Regions from separate parts of the Mus musculus genome. Here region 1 is linked to region 2. A link is a contact called in public HiChIP or PLAC-seq data. All regions are on one chromosome and are shown on one strand. The core of a region is the stretch at or near the end of the contact, and the rest is flanking DNA. Distances in the headings are between cores, read along the strand shown.

Evidence for each region. HiChIP or PLAC-seq counts read pairs in DNA pulled down with a chosen protein or histone mark.
Region 1: an H3K4me3 HiChIP or PLAC-seq map of bone marrow-derived macrophages shows a contact between it and region 2, with 2.0 times the contacts expected there. The contact joins the enhancer-like site here to the promoter of Shisa9 in region 2. A contact is called at or near these places in 4 of 39 promoter capture datasets (the 3T3-L1 cell line, embryonic stem cells, hippocampal neurons and 1 more), 3 of 484 Hi-C or Micro-C datasets (the N1E-115 cell line, bone marrow-derived macrophages and nephron progenitors), 4 of 115 datasets of contacts at active chromatin or transcription factors (bone marrow-derived macrophages, embryonic stem cells and neural progenitor cells) and 1 of 9 other capture datasets (adipose tissue).

Annotation. Positions count from the first base shown.
Region 1 is chr16:12,031,472-12,036,005 of GRCm38.p6, reverse strand. All of the region lies in intron 2 of Shisa9 (shisa family member 9), which reads right to left. Among named protein-coding and RNA genes, the nearest start is that of Shisa9, 50 kb to the right of the region's middle. Within about 2 kb of position 3,270, at least 28 of the 459 cell types and tissues checked have an H3K27ac peak or open chromatin away from gene starts, as enhancers often do. A contact at or near this core is called in bone marrow-derived macrophages, where this site is marked.
Region 2 is chr16:11,982,066-11,986,128 of GRCm38.p6, reverse strand. It overlaps Shisa9 (shisa family member 9), which reads right to left and starts at 2,016. Exons shown (of 5, transcript NM_028277.2): 1 at 986-2,016. The coding sequence starts at 1,548. Gm32278 (predicted gene, 32278) reads left to right here and starts at 2,384. Exons shown (of 2, transcript NR_155455.1): 1 at 2,384-2,571.

The DNA.
Region 1 (4,534 bases), core at 2,021-4,520, 49 kb before region 2:
TACAACTGTGTGCCACGCAAAGGGGGTTTGGTAGGAGTGGGGTGCCTCAAGTAGCATACAGAAAAGACTAGAAGTTGTCAAACAGGCCCAGCCGCAGGATTAGAGTCCAGTGATAGGAACCATGCTTCCTGCAGGCCTCTCTCAGCACCCCTGTGGAGGAAATGTGCTAGACTGTAAGAGATTAGAGACCAGAACCTGGATGAAGAAGCCAGATGGCCCGATATGGTGAAATAGCCAGCACTCAGCCCTGCTGAGAGAGATATTGTCTCCAAGTGGTAAAGCAACATTTGCTTGTTGTCTCAGCCAGCTAGGGGTGCTTTAGTAAAATACCCTAAAGTGGGAGCTTAAACAACAGCAGTGTCTACACACTGAAGAGTGAAAACCAAGGCAAAGGCTGACTTGGTTCCTGGTGAGGGCTTCTTCTTCTGTCCACTCTCGTTATGTATGCAAAGGACAGAATAGGTAAATTCTGGCTCCTCTTTATATCCTTACAGGGGCCACCCTCATCAGCTCGTTTCACACAATTCCCTCCCTCCAGTCCTCTAAACAGGGACAGTGGAGGTCAGGGCTTTGATGCTTAAATCTGAGATAGGCATGGCACTTGCTCATAAGCACAGGAACCTGGAAAACATAATTCGCACAACTGAGAGGGTAAGAAAGGACAGTGAATAACCTCGGAAAGATCAGAGGAGCAGAGACCACTGAGCTGGGGTGGAGCCTGACTCTGTCCTACTGTCCACGGACAAGTTCTTGGGCCTCCTTAAGCGTCATTTCCCTTCTTGCCTTCTAGAGTTGCTACCTTGGAAAAGGGGACCTTGTATATGAAATGGCAGCATGACCCCAGCACACCATGGTCAGGTGATGGAAGGGACTGGCCTCCATCTGGCTAGAGAGAGCCTGGCTTGTGCAGACAAGACAGGCAGAGTGCCAGGCCTTGAGAAACAAGTCCAGCCACAGCCAGAGGCCTCCATACTGGGAGCTTTGCACTGACATCACCACAGGGCAGGCCACTCTGATCCTACTTTAATTACTCTTCCCAGGCTGAGGCTCTGGCCTCTTGGTGTTCAGTCCTAGCTGTGGGGATACAGGACTTGCTGGCCAAGAAAAGCTAGTTTGGGCAAGTGCATGCAGCCACACCTGACAGCTGCCCAAACAGTGGCGCTCACAGAAGCCTGCACCTGTGAGATGCCATGTGGCTCACGGGAGAGCAGTTACTGGAGAGAGAGTCCCAGTGCTGTGTGCACCCGTGTTTCTCGGGCAGGAGGGCAGGAAGGCAGGAGGGTAGGACTCTGCTCATTAGAATCCTGAACTCTGTTTGGTCTCCACTCAGCTTCTTCAGCCGCCATCCCCTTTACCTTGTTTAGCCTCCATTAACATTGATCCCTGGGGCCTCTCTACTTTTGGTCACTCTGCTGTCCCCACACGCACATACCACTGCTTCATGCCTCTGGACCTTAGGCCCTCCCCACCCTTGCCAACAGTCTCACCAGCTCCTCTCTCAATTAACTTCCCTCCTCCAACCTACACAAACCTTCTCTAAGACAGACAGATGCCCTCACTGGCTGCTTGTTATCTCTCTATATAACTCTATCCTGGTCTTCCTCCTATCACGGCACAAGTCAAATATGCACCAAGTTTGTATGCCCAACACACTCAAAATACCACAACATCATCTGCACCATGAAGCCCCTAGCACAGAGGCTAGAACACATTAATTGCTCAGTTAAGTGAGAAAGTAAGCTAGGATACGAAGTATCCCACTGACAGAAAGGGCACAGTGCCTTTAGCTGGAGGAGGATATCAAGACCAGCACCATGCTCAAGGTCCTGCCTGACTTGTCTCCTCCCACTTCTCCAGCTTCATGCAGATGTCACCTCCAGAGCATTTGCATTTCCACCCCTACTCTCCATTGCCAAGTCCACACCTTTGCATATGCTGTCCCCTTGCTCTGGAGCGCCTTTCTTGTCAGTGCTCTCTACCCTCCACCTGCCTGTCAAACGCTTGCTCAGGACCTTACAAGGCAGCTGCTCCTCTCTCCTATTCCTCTGTACTTCACTTGGGCCTGGCCCCTTTTTGACTTACAACTCCTGTTATGCTGAATAGCAGTAATGGATATCTGTCCGATCCTTCAGACAATGAGTTGTGGAAAAGCATTTTTCCCCCTTATTCATTCCTTGGAATATTCTAGAATACCCCAGCACTGAGTATACACTACACAGAATGGACACTCAGCCAGTAAGCATCAGATTCCCAAATGACTTTGCACAGGGTGCCTTCCCAAGGTACCCTTGGACAGTTCATCTCGCCACCCTGTGCATGCTTCCATTGTCTCACTCAAGCATGGTGTTGATAGGCTGTGCTGAGAATGCTCAGTATAGGCAGCATGGCTTGTGCCCGCCATAAGTATGTGCCCAGTAAAGTCATATGGCCTCAGCCTCCAACTGAGGAGCCTTTCTACACAAACATCCAAAGACACTGATGACATAATGTTACTAGTGTTGTGGTTTTGGCAAGATGTCCATAGAAGCTTATTGCTTGAAGCCACTTGTTCAATAAATGGTTGAAACATCAAGGTAACACCTGTATGCCTACTACATACACATGAACAAGTACATATAACACAGACACACAGTCAATATCAATCTAAGGAGCACTTAAAATGATCAGACATGGGAACTATTGATGAAAAACATTGATAATCATGTTCCCTTTAAGTCATCACTGAATCTTTATGAGGCAGGGGCGTGCATGTGCTCATGGCACACACGAAGGCCAGGGAACAGTGCCAGGTGTCCTGATCCATAGCTCCCCGCCTTCTTTCCTTCAAACAGAATCTCTCACTGAAGCTGAAGGTAGGCTGGGAATCTGCAAGCCCCAGTGATGAGCCTGCCTCTGCCTCCCACAGTGCAGGGATTAGGAACAAGCAAGAACATTTCCTGTGGATGCTGAGGATTTGAACTTGGGCCCCCATACTTGTATACCAACTGCTCTTACATACCTAGTGTCTCAGCAGAACTAGTCACTGGATCTCTGGCCACAACGTTAATCACTTTATAGAAATGATTGTGGAGGGAAAGAGGATAAGGAGAGAAAGAACATGCAGGAAAGGAAGGGGAGAGAAGGAAGAAAGAGATAGGGTAGGGGGAAGGAGAAGAGGGGAAGACAAAGGAGGGGAGGGGGATGGAGAATGAAGGAGACAGAAGAAGGGAGGGCATGGACAAAGAAGAGGGAAGAGGAAAAGGGGATCTATTAGTCAGTGCCCCAGACCTAGCACTGTGGTAGATCCTGTGACAGGAAAAAAAAAGAGAACAATATACAGAAAACACCCTGCTTGCAGTCTTGGGAGATGACTCATTAGCATAAGAGAACATAACTAGAGTTCAAGGCTGAACAAGATCAGGGCCAAATGCCAATGGGCACACCAGGCAAGTAAACATGCAGGGAGTGCGAGCCCTGCTCTGACCTATTTATAACAGTTCTTCAAAGACTCCATAAATATGTAGTGCTGACTACTGTATAATTAGAAGTCATAATGCTTACTCCTGAAGGGGGAACCTTTGCATATGAACACTTAATTTTCAATGTAAACTCACTTTATGTGACTGTTTTTTAATTGTGAAAAGAGCATTTTTTTAATTCAAAATAAGCATCATTAGTTTTCTTTTCCAAACTCCATATTTAGAGTGCAGAGATTGTTGGCTTAAAGGTGAGCCTGTGGGCAGAGCATGTGGACGGGGCGTGGGGTAGAACATGAGATCTATGTCTACCTGGCTGATGGTCATTTTGTGTCATCTTGAGCTAGTCCTCTAAGCCTCAGCTTTCTCTGATACACATGGAGCTCAGAGAACAAATGGAAGATAGTCAGCTCTAATGACAGTTGTTTCCTTCTTTCCTGGTCATTAGACCTCAAACAGAGACCCAGGCATCTAGGACCCCGCTAGGGCAGTCTTCCAGAGTCCAATGGTGGAGGACTGCGACCAGGGTTCCATGTGAAGGCTCCAGACAGTCTTTCCCAGTCCTTCCTGGTGCTAACCCAAGAGGGAGTGTTCAGCAACTATTTTCTCAGTGAGTAGAATGATTCTATGACGTGATCAATGAACCAGTGAGACTCACCCGGGAGAGGCTCAGCAAGTCCCTGATGGGATGGCTCACAGCTCTCCGGCTCCCACCCCATTGCTTTCCTTGAGAGCAAATTCATTATTAACCAAATAAAGAATCTATAGGATGTCTTTTATAAAGGAGTCACAAGATTCAGAGTTGAAAAAGCAACCCAAATAAGCTCTTAAAACACATCAGATCAAGTCTCTCCCACATAAAGCCACATCGTTTCCCATTACAATAAACAGCAGTTTTCTTTCTGCTGGTAGGCTGTAGCATCGGTTCTTCCTTTCTGACATCAGCTGATGTTTCTCTGGCTCTGACCCCTGTGCCTGGCCATACCATGCCTGTCTGAAATGATCTCAGGTAAAGTCAGTCCTCAAAGTCAACTCCCAAGAGGATGAAACCCCTTCAGGGGCATCCAGCCTTCAAGTCA
Region 2 (4,063 bases), core at 767-3,266:
CTTCAATGCCCAGACTTAAAATCAGTTGGACTTTGGCTCCAGCCATCCTGCTGTCATCTGGCCCACAGTTCTCCTTGCATCCCTCTCACTCAGACCTCATGCTAACCCAGCATCTCTCCCCTGGCTCCTGGCTTACTCTGCATCCTTCACCTCCAAAGTTATTGAGTTCTGGGAATCATTTTAGACACTTGGGGGAGGGGTTAAACAAAAAGGCAAATAGCTCCCTTAATCCCCAAATGCTTTCTCCCATCTGCTGCGACTTTGCCAGTGATAGGACTTGCATAATGAATAAAGGGAAAGGCAAAGTTGATGAATCAAGGTGCTTGAAGGGTGGAGGGGGCCCGTGGAGTCATCTCCAGGCCAGGCAAGGTGTGCAGCGTTGTGATGGCTGCAGCACAGAGAGGAATAGATGGTGAGGGAGAAATGGAATGGGGAAAGAAGAGGTTCTAATCAAGGACCCTCAAAGCTCTGGGGAAGCGCCAGCACTAGGAGGCTTTGGTTCTGGTGCACTCTCCCTAACCTTTGCTTCATTTTCGCTAGTGTACAAGTTGCAGGAGGTACTCACTCTTTCCCTCCGTTCCTCCCTCCCTCCAACACACAAGCACACGGATCATACACGCCCCCCCCCCCACTTCCTTTCAGGTTCGCCTGCCTCTGTTTACCTCCATAAATGGATCCTCTCCCCAAAACGCAAGAGTTTAAAGACCCGGCTATGTGTCTCAAGACCCACCATCATATCTGGTGAGAGGGAACAGGAGGTGGGCGAGGGGAAAAGAGACTTTCCCCTTCCACACTCGGCCTTCACTCCCACCTGTGCTGAGCCCAATGCCTTGCTTGGCTCAATGCTACAAGGGAAAGTTGTCGTCCTGGATGACATTCCCCAATCGGAGACCTTGGGGTGGAGGGAAGCACGGCTGGGGAATGTTGGAGATGGATGGGAAAGGAAAGTGGACCCAAAGAGGGGGGCGAAGGGGAGGCAGCCCACCTGGACATGTGTTCCCTTTGGGGCCGGTGCGCTTTCTCCAGCCCCAGCTTGGTGAAGATGCCCACCAGCACCATGACAGCCACCACCCCGCAGATGATGTAGACGATAAGGTTGGTCTTGTCCTTGGTGGGGTCGTGCAAGGGGTCATCCTTACGCGCTGGGGGCTTGCCCGTGTTAAGCCAGAGTGGCGTGTCGTAGTTGGTACAGGTGCTCTGGTTCAGTCGCCGCTTCTTAAACGTGCAGCAGAACCGGAAGCCACAAGTCCCGCAGCAGAAGATGAAGTCGCCCGAGCTGCAGTTGAACGGCGGGTCCCACTGGCCCATGACATCGAAGTAGCCCCGACAGGAGTCTGGCGTGGGCGCTCGAGTCGGCGGTGCGTCCGAGCCCCCGACGCCCTCGCCGGCCTCTCCGGAGGCGGCTCCGGAGCGGTTGCCCCCTGTGAGCAGCAGTACGCCGCCCAGTTGCGCTAGCTGCCCGTGCCCAGATCGCTCCTGCGCCCGGCACATGCGGGCACACAGCTCGGTGAGGAAGCAGCCGAGAAGCAGCCGAAGGACTCGGCGCATCGTGTCTCCCAACCCGGGCTGGAGCGCTCGGCCGCCGCTGGAGCCGCTACCGCCGCCTCTGGACGCGCGGCCGAAGCTGCCGAGGCTGCTGGCGGGGGCTGCGGGCCGCCGCTGGCCGCACATGCAGGGAGGCGGCGCGGGGCGCTCGGTGGTCGGCGGCCACTGCGCTCGGCTCAGACTGCGTTCGCCTCCAGCGCGACGCGCGCCGAGGAAGGGGGCCGGCCGGGGAGGAGCGCGCCGGGGCCGGGCGGGGACGGAGCAGGAGCGGGGGCCAGCGCGGGGTGCAGGTCCTGCTGGCCACCGGGGGAGGCGGGGGTGGAAAACAGGAGAGAGTCGCTGTGTCCGTAACTCCCTTCCACCCGCCACCCGGGACTCGGCTCCCCACGTCCGCTCGCTCGCAGGATGCTCTTCACCTCTCTAGCACGCCAAGTGCGCTGGAGAGAGAGAGAGAAGCGACACTTGTGGAATGAAGGGAGGGCCAGAGGGAAGGGGGAAGGGGAGGAGGGCGGATAGAGGAGGGGTGGTGGTGAGCGCTAGCTCGAAAGGGGCGGGGGCGCGTAAAGAGGTGACTCGGGCGGGCGGGGGCGAATAGGGGGCGTGCAGAGAGAGCTCGGGCAAAAGCAGCAAGCTCCACCGCTGCCAGGCTCGAAAGAACAGCTCTGATTTCTCGGCAGGTGGAAAGAACCACGGCCGGGACCTCTGGCACCCTCTCGGGGAGAAAGGTGCTCCTCACCCCAAGCAAAGACTCAGAGGTGGTTCCGCCCTCGATTTCCCCCCCTAGGGGTGCGTGCGCAGGAGCTGCGATTGCAATCTGTCGATCAGGGAAGGGGTGACTAGGAGAATCGGGACAGATTAGATGGCTTGCTCACTCCAAGACACACTAGAAGCAGTGTAGACAAGATCTCCCTCCTCCTCCCGGGCGTGCAGGAACTGCCTTGCCCTTTCCGGGGATGCGACCTCATGCCTGGCGCGAGCCTGGGATGGTTCGAGTCCCTGAACAGAGAAGAGGCTGGAACTGGGAAGGTGGGTTAGGTGTCAAACCCCTTGGGCTGTGGTAAGCACCCCAGAACAGGGGCTTGGGAACTCATATTAAAAGCTGGGTGGTCTGGCGAGGCGGTCAGCGGACAAAGCGAAGGCAATGGCTCACCCTGGAAGGGCTCTCCTAAGAACTCCCCTAGCCCTTAGGACCTGCCGCTTTCTGTCCCTCTTCGCCCCCGCAGCGAACGCTGAGCTCCACAGGAGGGCACACAGCGGCGCCGCCTCTGCGCTGGCAGTTTTGGCGCAGCGCAAGGCCTGGGCACTCATCCTCAGCCACTCGTTTCTGCAGCCCGCGCGACAGTCTCCAGAGCAGGCTGTCCCCTGTCCCCACGGAGCCCCCCTTCCCCGACATCCTCACCGAGGTTGTTTCCTTGGCTCCCAGCATCTCTTCTCAACCTTTCCAAATTTGTTCTCTCTTCCTTTCTCCTGACTGATTCCTCCCAGCCCTCCATAAGCCCTCGACCATTTCTCCTATTTCTTCCTGCCCTCTACTTGAATTTGATTTCAATAGCCCCTAAATCAGGATTCACATCAAAGCTGCTAAGCTAAATTTATATCCCCACACGCCCTGGCGTTTTGTTTTTTAATTGTATTAACTGAGTATGCTCTTTGCAGTAGGCTGGGTGAATCACAGAGGAAGCAATGTTTTCTGTTCCCTCTCCTCTTGTTTGGTTTCAGCTGCAGGACTCTTGGGGGAAATTTTCAAAGGACCACGAAGTTGGGCCACATGTAAAATGGTCTGCTGGGATCCTCTTAATTGATAATTTATGAGAGGATTTATTAAGACTGTGTGGCAAGTTTTTTCCAAATCAAAGGGTTTGGCTAAACTCCCCCTCCCTTTGATGAAAGAAGATTTACAAATGCAGCCCAGGGCCACCTTGGTAAACCACACCAGGTCTTAGAGCCAAGACTGACTGCAGTAGAATGTACTCCAACCCATCCCCCACTGTGAAAAGGAAAGAGAACTGCCAACCAGCTTCCTCACCATAGGACCCTGCAAATAGGGTGGGAGGCATATTTGTCATACTGGCAACCCACAACTGCTACCACCTTGTCCATCCCATAAACATTGGTGTGGGAGCTGATGGCAGCTGACATTTCTCTGTGAGTTATAGCACAATCCCTAAGCTTGCTTTTATTAAAAATCAATAACTACTGAGTACCAGACAACCTGGGGTCTTGTAGAGGAATCAGTGAGCTCAGGGGCTCCCTTAATTCTCTGCTTCTTGGTTAATATTATCTTCCCAATAGCAATGAGAGAAACTGAGCCTCAAAGCAATGAGAAAGCTACCCAGGGAGTTTGTGGAGTGAAAGCTATTGACATTTTACCCAGGAACTATGCTTCCAGAGTCTGTGACTGGCCACTTCCTGTCCCTTCCTAACAGACATGCACCCCACCTTTGATTACGTGTTTCTATCTTTAATGTCTCCAAGCACTGCCATGTAAATAACATGACTAAAATGGCCTTGATAATCT